2 separate regions of the Mus musculus genome follow, and region 2 is linked to region 1. The links are chromatin contacts, called in public promoter capture Hi-C maps. All regions are on one chromosome and are shown on one strand. The core of a region is the stretch at or near the end of the contact, and the rest is flanking DNA. Distances in the headings are between cores, read along the strand shown. Region 1 overlaps Uqcc2 (ubiquinol-cytochrome c reductase complex assembly factor 2). Region 2 overlaps Ilrun (inflammation and lipid regulator with UBA-like and NBR1-like domains).

The links. Promoter capture Hi-C pulls out the DNA fragments that hold promoters and counts their contacts.
Region 2: a promoter capture Hi-C map of the HPC-7 cell line shows a contact between it and region 1, with 4 times the contacts expected there. The contact joins two enhancer-like sites. A contact is called at or near these places in 4 of 39 promoter capture datasets (the 3T3-L1 cell line, the C10 cell line, the HPC-7 cell line and 1 more) and 1 of 115 datasets of contacts at active chromatin or transcription factors (astrocytes).

What each region holds. Positions count from the first base shown.
Region 1 is chr17:27,123,288-27,127,125 of GRCm38.p6, reverse strand. It overlaps Uqcc2 (ubiquinol-cytochrome c reductase complex assembly factor 2), which reads left to right. Exons shown (of 4, transcript NM_026063.2): 2 at 1,168-1,242; 3 at 1,910-1,979. Among named protein-coding and RNA genes, the nearest start is that of Uqcc2, 8.7 kb to the left of the region's middle. Within about 2 kb of position 1,700, at least 35 of the 459 cell types and tissues checked have an H3K27ac peak or open chromatin away from gene starts, as enhancers often do. A contact at or near this core is called in the HPC-7 cell line and hippocampal neurons, where this site is marked.
Region 2 is chr17:27,765,643-27,769,480 of GRCm38.p6, reverse strand. Ilrun (inflammation and lipid regulator with UBA-like and NBR1-like domains) reads left to right here. Exons shown (of 5, transcript NM_001033279.3): 4 at 1,242-1,570. Among named protein-coding and RNA genes, the nearest start is that of Spdef, 39 kb to the right of the region's middle. Within about 2 kb of position 1,725, at least 52 of the 459 cell types and tissues checked have an H3K27ac peak or open chromatin away from gene starts, as enhancers often do. A contact at or near this core is called in the HPC-7 cell line and hippocampal neurons, where this site is marked.

The DNA.
Region 1 (3,838 bases), core at 451-2,950:
TAATGTCTTAGTTATGTAGCTCACCTGTATCAACCCACAGACCCCCCGCCCCCGCTGGCCTCCTGGACAGCCCCTGCCGACCCCGAGCAGGGGGACCATCTGTAGAAAGGCAAACAGGGCTGGGGCTGTGCCGGCTGAGAACTGGGACCTTGTTTGACATGCAGGCAGAAGACACACAGGCTGCCTCGCTGCAATGCTTAACCCCTGATTTATTTATATGCTCACTCTTCAAGAAAGGGCTTAAGTGAGGGAAGCAAAAAGCCGTCGTTTGAATTCTGGGAAAACTATAAAAGATTTTTGTTCTGAGAGCCTTAAGAAATCCTGGCAGAGAAATGTAATGAGGTTCATAGGCAAACGGCAAGGGTGGAGAAAAGGAAGGGCTGAAGAGTAAAGGTCTGAAGGACAGAAAAACCTGGCTTCCCACAGGTTCGTGCGCTTGCTCTGGGCTTTCTTCCTGGTCTTGGCTTTGCAACACCGTCTCCTTTACTCTTGAGCTGTGTATCCACTATAGGCCAGGGTCTGCTGGAGCTCTCTGTGTAGCCCAGGCTGACACCACACTCCATCCTGTCCAAGTGCTGGGGTTGCAGGTGTGTGTTTGTTTTTCTGGTTGGCTCTCTCCCCTGCAGTCTCAGAGCTCCTTGCTTAGAGATGGACGTGCTGCAGGTTCCCTCGGCTCATTTGTTGTTGGGTCTTTCATAAAGAATATTTAATGCACTTCACACTGATCTCGGGTCACAAAGCTTGCTTGCTTTCCGAGCAGGCTTTCTTGTGCCCCTGGGCCTCCATGGCAGCACCTTGTGTCCTTCCCTGGGAGGGCCTTCGTCCCTGACATCACTTGAGCTGCTTTGTGGGTCCCTGGAGCCCACACTGCCCCCAGAATTTCTACCCACGCATGATGTGCTGTTCCCAAGGTGCAAAGAGCTGCTGAACGCTTTTGTTGGTTTGTTGAGGGCTCAGGGATCCTACAGGTCAGGGGCGGGTGAGATGGGGCTTTTCATCCCTGGAGGTGACTTTTTTCTCAAGAGCTACAGGGGGTTTGCTTCCCGCACACCAGGACACCAGTGCCCTCCTCTGAATACATTGTGTGCATAGCCCCCCATCAAAGTATGGGTGCATCGTGGGGGCCCACCTCCTCCGCTCACTTCCCAGGGACACGCTGTCTTTCAGATTGCAGAACCCGAGGCCTGTGATCAGATGTACGAGAGCTTAGCACGACTGCATTCAAACTACTACAAGCACAAGGTGAGTGGGTGCAGGCCTTTGTATCCCAGCCTCCGAGGGGAGGGCCAGGCATAATGGGGGAGACCTGGTTATACAGTGTCTGCAAAGAATTGTGGTTGCCACTTTGAGATGTAACCCAGTACTTTCAGCTAAGCCAACAATGGTGCCCAGCAGAGGCCTTTAAAGGTTCTCTGAATAAAAACCATGCTTGTGTGTGTGCTAGCGCACACTCCTGCTAGTATTTCTCACTCAGTTGGACCTGGTGTGGCACGCTGATCAAGATGGAGTACTAGGACGATCCTGTCACACCAAGGCTCACTCCTCCTCAGCCTTAGCGAGCTTACTGTCCAATTCCACGGAGGGTAGTTCTTCCCAGACTTGAAAAGTATGTCAGGAGCTCCACAAATAGACATGGCCAAATGGAAGAGGCTGTGTGCCGAAGGATTCCTTCCAAACACCAGCTCCCAGACACGAGTGTGTGCTCCACCTGGTCGCTGCTGCTTAGAGCACGGAGGCCTGGGCCTGCTGAGATCGCCACAGCTGTGGCTCCTTCGGGGCCTGGCCTCCAGGTGGCGCTGTTCCCTTCATTGTCGGGTCTCGGGCCTGGGCACCTGGTAAACTGCCTCCATCCAGAGGAAGGCTAGTGTGTGGGAAACTAACATGTCCCTTCTCTCCTCCCCTGTGCCAGTACCCTCGCCCCAGAGACACCAGCTTCAGTGGCCTGTCCGTGGAAGAGTACAAGCTGATCCTGTCCACAGGTATGTAGGCATGGCTGCCCTCTCTGGTTGGTTTGCTTTCACCAGCCAGGATAGAGGCTTGCCTACTAAGACAGTTTTGCATGATGGAAAGCCTTGAGTGGCCCCGAGGAAACCCTGAGTTACAGGGCTCAGATACTTGAGCCACAGAGTATGGGAGGTCAAAGGCATTACTTAGAAGACAAGACCATCTTTAGTGCTTTTAGTTCAAGGCTGCTGGCTGGGAACAGATTAGCCAAATTGGAAGTCATTGGATTCAGTTTGGAAGGAAAATAATTTTATTTTTATGGTCCTAAGGGGGCTTTGTAAACAATGAGGCTTTTAATTAAAACAAAAAGCCATTCAGTGAATGAGTATGGGGATATCCGTCTGTGAGTTATCTGTCCCCGGAGATGTGGTCTGCAGGTTTGATATGCGTCTAACGAGGTCTGTTTGGGAGCCATGGCTAGAACCCAGCTCATAGGAAGGAAGCCCCTGCCAGCCACCCCTCCTCACTTCCCCATTTCTATTGTCACTGAAAGGGTCAGAGCGGGTAGGTACTGGAAAACTGCTATTTTTATTGCCCAAGGATATTGTATATAAAAATAGGCTAACCTTTTCTGGGAGGGTAGGGCCCTAAATGTTGGCTGTCTGGTACTCTAGAAATTTCTCCTTCCTTTTGGCCGTGAAGATTCGACCTTCCAGAATTCTTGTCCTTCTGGGCAGATGGGAATCTGGGAATGTCACCTGGTGTGTCAGTGGAGCAGGTCTTTGAGGTGTTTGTCTCGCTGACATATAATTTACTCCCACACCCCTGAGCATGCATGACCAGCAGTGTCTATGAGGGATAGGAGAGTGGGCTCAGCATGGACTCAGCTTCCCGCCATCTTGTCCTTGCCCCTTCTGCTCAGAAAGCCTCTGGGCGGGCAGCAGGGGACATGGAGACTGTTGGTCTGGCTTCCCGTCAGCCCCGGAAACCCTGACAATGTGTGCACAGCAGGCCTTGTGTTTTTGTTGCAATTGTGTGAAACCAGTACCACCCAAATAAGGCTCTCCACACCCCCAGGAGCAGGCAGGCCTGCAGTGTGGCCCCTGGCCTGTGGACCTTAGTGTAGAGGAGAGAAGAGCAGAGCAGCCATCCCTGTGTGTGACCCTTGGCACCTTGTATGGGAATGTGGACTTGGGAAAGTCCCAGGGTGGGAGGCACTGCTGTGGTGGCCACACGGTGAGTGCTCCAGGCTGGTGTGAGCCACTGCCCACAAACAGTAATTGCAGCTAGCGCTTGTGCTAAAATGGGCCTAAAAGCTAAACGGTATTGTGACAGTGTCTGAGTTTAATATCTAGGGTATAAAACAAGAGGTCTGCTAAGCAATGCCTTGAGCCCACATGCAGGGTAGGGCCGTGTTGGCCTTGGTGAAAAGAGGTGAGAAGGCTGACAGAGGGCCACTCCAGGGGAAAGCACCCAGCCACAGCGTCAGTGTAGGGAAGGGCTGACCATGTCATTGCATGCGTGCAAGGGGAGCTGGGACGTTACAAGGTATTGATTCTCTGCTTAGCCTTGGCCATCTTGGAACTTAACTCTGTAGACCAGGCTGGTCTCAGACTTAGAGATCCACCTGCCTCTGCCTTGAGTGCTGTGATTAAAGGTGTGTGCCACCACCCCCACCTGGCTTGTGTGGTTCTTAAACATGGCTCTCTGCACACATGCATGAACACAGACACCCTGCCACCATGTGAAGGTGTGACCTTTCTTTCCATCTAGTGCTAGCTACATTACCCTGACTGCCACACACCCAGCCTGGGAAGTTTGTAGTCTAATCCTGGTTTCACAGATGAACAGAAGGTTGCAAGGGTTCAGGGATTTGGTGGGGTAGGGTGGGGGT
Region 2 (3,838 bases), core at 476-2,975, 640 kb before region 1:
CCACAGTCTTGCTTTGATGACTGTCGCTTCTTTTTCTCAGAGGAAAAGAATCGCTAGTTCCAGGCATGAACAGCAGGTGTCGCTGCAGCTCTGCTTGCTTTGCTGCACAGCTCCTAGACTGGCCAGTTCTCAGGACAGCTCCCAGAGCACTGAGTGTGTATGGAGGTGCTGCACTGAGGCTACTGTCCTCATGGCCGCAGGGCAACACTGAGGACGGTCCTCACTCCTCCTCTAGAGTCTGCATTGCTGAGCCTTGGCATGGGTCATCGTCCATACCCTGCATCAAAGGACACAGTTCCTTTACTTTCTGTTTGTGCCCTACCTTTGACAACAAAGATATCAGAGATGAGGTTATCACCAGGTATTGATCTGTTTAGGGATATGGTTTCACTGTGCAGTTCTGGCTGGCCTGTGACTAAAGACGTCCACCATGTGCCCAGCCAGTCCCACAGAACCCACATCTCACAGAGGTCTACAGCCCTTGTTCCAGGGAATCCAACACCCTCTTCTGGCCTCTAGGGGCACTGCACGCCTATGGTGCACAGACACAAAGGCAAACACTCATCAAACACACAAAATCAAAATAAGTAAATCTTAAAATATATATATATATACACACACTTAATGGGACTGTGTAGTCAGGTCTCCCTCTGACACATAAGGACAGAGCTCATGAAGCCCAGGTTAGCTTAGGAAGCCTGACTCTTCTGCCCCCAGTGTACCTACAGTAAAGCATGGTACTCCTTATGTTTGCTTAGCTTGCGTTCCGCGTGCATCCTTATTATTTATAATGCCTTTTGCTGCGCTTCTCTTTGTGAACAGTAGGTGGTCATTTTAAATTACCTCCCAAGTGGGACAAGGCTAACTATGTTGTAATTCTAAAGTCAGCATTTTTAGCTTCAAGAACACTGCCTTACCAGAATGATCAGGGTTAAGCACATGCACAGAGAGCAGCTCGTTGTGAACTGGAGCGCTCCGGTTCCGCGTGCTCGCTGGGAGTGACTTGCAGATATGACCGTCAGCTGGGAAGGAAGCCCTCCCTGCAGCCTTGGGGGTCCCACCACAGACATGGGCCAGAGCTTGCCCTTGGCATTACTGAAGGCAGAGAAGCGTGTGCTGGGCACTCAGAGCACTGCCTGCGGAGCTCGGCCTCTCAGGTATAGGTAGTGTTTGGGTTTTTGGTGGTGACGGCCTGGGCCAAGGGTGGGCCTGGCATTGACTCAGCTGCCTTTTTGTTTCAGATGTCATCTGGGTGATTCTCAGTGTGGAGGTGGGTGGACTTTTAGGAGTAACGCAGCAGCTGTCATCTTTTGAAACGGAATTCAACACACAGCCACATCGCAAGGTAGAAGGAAACTTCAACCCGTTTGCCTCTCCCCAAAAGAACCGACAATCAGATGAAAACAACCTAACAGACCCTGGGGGTTCCGAGTTCGACTCGATCAGCAAAAATACATGGGCTCCTGTTCCTGAGCAAAGCGAGCAAGATCAGGATAGACTGTCACAGAGCTCTGTAAATCTGTCCCCCAGCAGTCCCGCAAACAACTTATCAGTAGTGACTTACAGTAAGGTAGGTGCCCTCGGAGGAGGGGCAGGTGGTGGGCCCTGGGATTCCTGACACTTCTTCGTGGCAAACCTACAATGCTAGACCACCACTGCCCAGAGCAGCTGTGGCTCCTTAACTGCTCAGCACTCCTGCCCGTAGTCACCATGAGTCAGCCGTCTTTCTTCCCCGTGTGAGTGCCCTGTGGCTGCTGCTTCATCCCCATGTGTAATTCATTTCTGTCTCTGTTCTGACTCGGGTGTTGAAATCTGAGGCTATTTACCGTTAGTATTTTTAAAACTGTCAAAATATCATTATCAGTGCCTCCGGGGCAGGAGTATGCTGAGCTTCGTCATCTCAGCGCGCTATGCAGCGGGCTCCTGCTGTGCCTTCTCGCTCTGGGCGGGTTTATCCTGAGTAAAGTGTCCAGCTCCGTTATTCTATCCTAAGATTGTTGTCCGTGACTGTACTCTGTCACAGTGTTGAGTTCAGTTTGCTTTCCCTCATGGCTTCCTCCCCCGCACCTTGGAGTGGCTCAGAGTGAAATTTTGACTTTGCACATGTAGGAGATAAATGAGGAACTGACTGACATTCAGCATTCTGGCTCTTGAGAGGCTGCGCTGTGTGTGTGAATTGCCAGTTTCTGTGCTAGCCAGCTCAGTGGTTCCCACTCACTGTTCAGGTAAAGATGGCTCCCGGTTACTGGTTGGGCCTGAGCCCACAGCTAGGGTTGCTGTGACAACTCAGCTCTGTGTGCACACTCCTCCCATGTACAGAACTGTCTCAGGTCCACCTGTGCTTCAGGCTAACTCTCAGCCTTGGAAGGTAGACTGAGCTGTGTGCTGGAGGTCAGGGTAGTCTACTCACTGTGTTTTGTGGACAGTCATAGGAGCTAGCTTTATTCACTTGAGAGGATTCACAATGATTTCTGTGTGCTGAGGTGGTCATTGTGTCAGGTGGGCCAGGCAGTGACTTGGCCTGCGTTAAGGAAAGGCTCCACTATCTCTGGTTTTGAGGTAGGATCCTCCGTTCTGTGCCTCTCAGGTACTGGGCTTACAGGCTTGATTTCAGCACAGCTGGCCAGGACTCCACATCTTCATATTCACACAAGTTTTCTCTCTTAGACAAGGTCTCATAGCCGAGATTGGCCGCACATGTGCTGTGTAGCTGAGGAGGGTGGCCTTGAACTTGTTTTCCTGTGTCCATAGACGCTAACTACAGACAAGCCCCACACCTCATTCTCCACTGTGTTGAAGATGGAGCATGGCCTCATGCAAACTAGGCACACACCCTCCCAACCAAGCTACATCCTAAACCCAGAGTATTGTCTTGAAAGCTCTCTTTGTTGCCCATATAGCAAGTAGAACATCCAGCCTTGACCAAGCAAAGCCCCATTCAGTAGAAAGTCAACGCAGCTAAGGTCAGTGGAAGGGGAAAGTTGGCAGAAGCAGCTCACATACTCGATTGTTTGCAGAACAGGGCGCTGCTTTACTCAGCTGGGCCTTGTACTGAGCATGACAGCCGTCTCAGGGAGTTCTGGCTAAGGAGCTGATGTCAGTTCTAGCTGTGGACCATCTTCTTCTTCAGGGATTGAGGTTTCTAACCAGTTGCAATGGTTATTTACATGTTTACAACAGAGGCAAAGGGCTGAGCCTCCTGCCAGCCTAAGGCCCTGCTCAGCCCTGCTGCTAGTGCTAGACAGTGAGTGGGAGGAAGGCCACTTACTTCACGTGCTTAACTGACTAGCTTATACTCTCACTGCCCACCCCACCCCCATTTAAAAGTAACTTTTCAGTGCTGGAGAGCGCCCACATGGCAGCTCACAATCAACTGTAACTACAGTTCAGGGGCTCCACCGCCTTCTGACCTCCACAGGTGCCAGGCATGCAGAGCAAACATCCATACACATAAATTTGGTTGATTAATTGCTTGCTTGTTCGTTCATTCATTCATTCATTCATTCATCCATTCATTCATTCGTTGTTTTTTCGAAGCAGGGCTTTTCTGTATAGCGGTGGCTGTCCTGAAGAACTGACTCTGCCTCTCACTCCAGTGCTGGGAGCGCCACCACACCTGCTCCACACATACACTTTTAACTCATCTTAAATGCAAATAAAATCAGCTTCTGAGCCAGTGAGGCGATCAGAGAGTGGAGGTGCTGAGAAAGCCAAGACTCAAACACCAGGAAAGTGCAGGTTGTCCTCACTTGCGCGTATGTGCTGTGCCGTCCCCGCACTATACACATTCCAGATGATATCCAGGAAGGCTTGGGCAGACTGGATTAATAATGTGAAA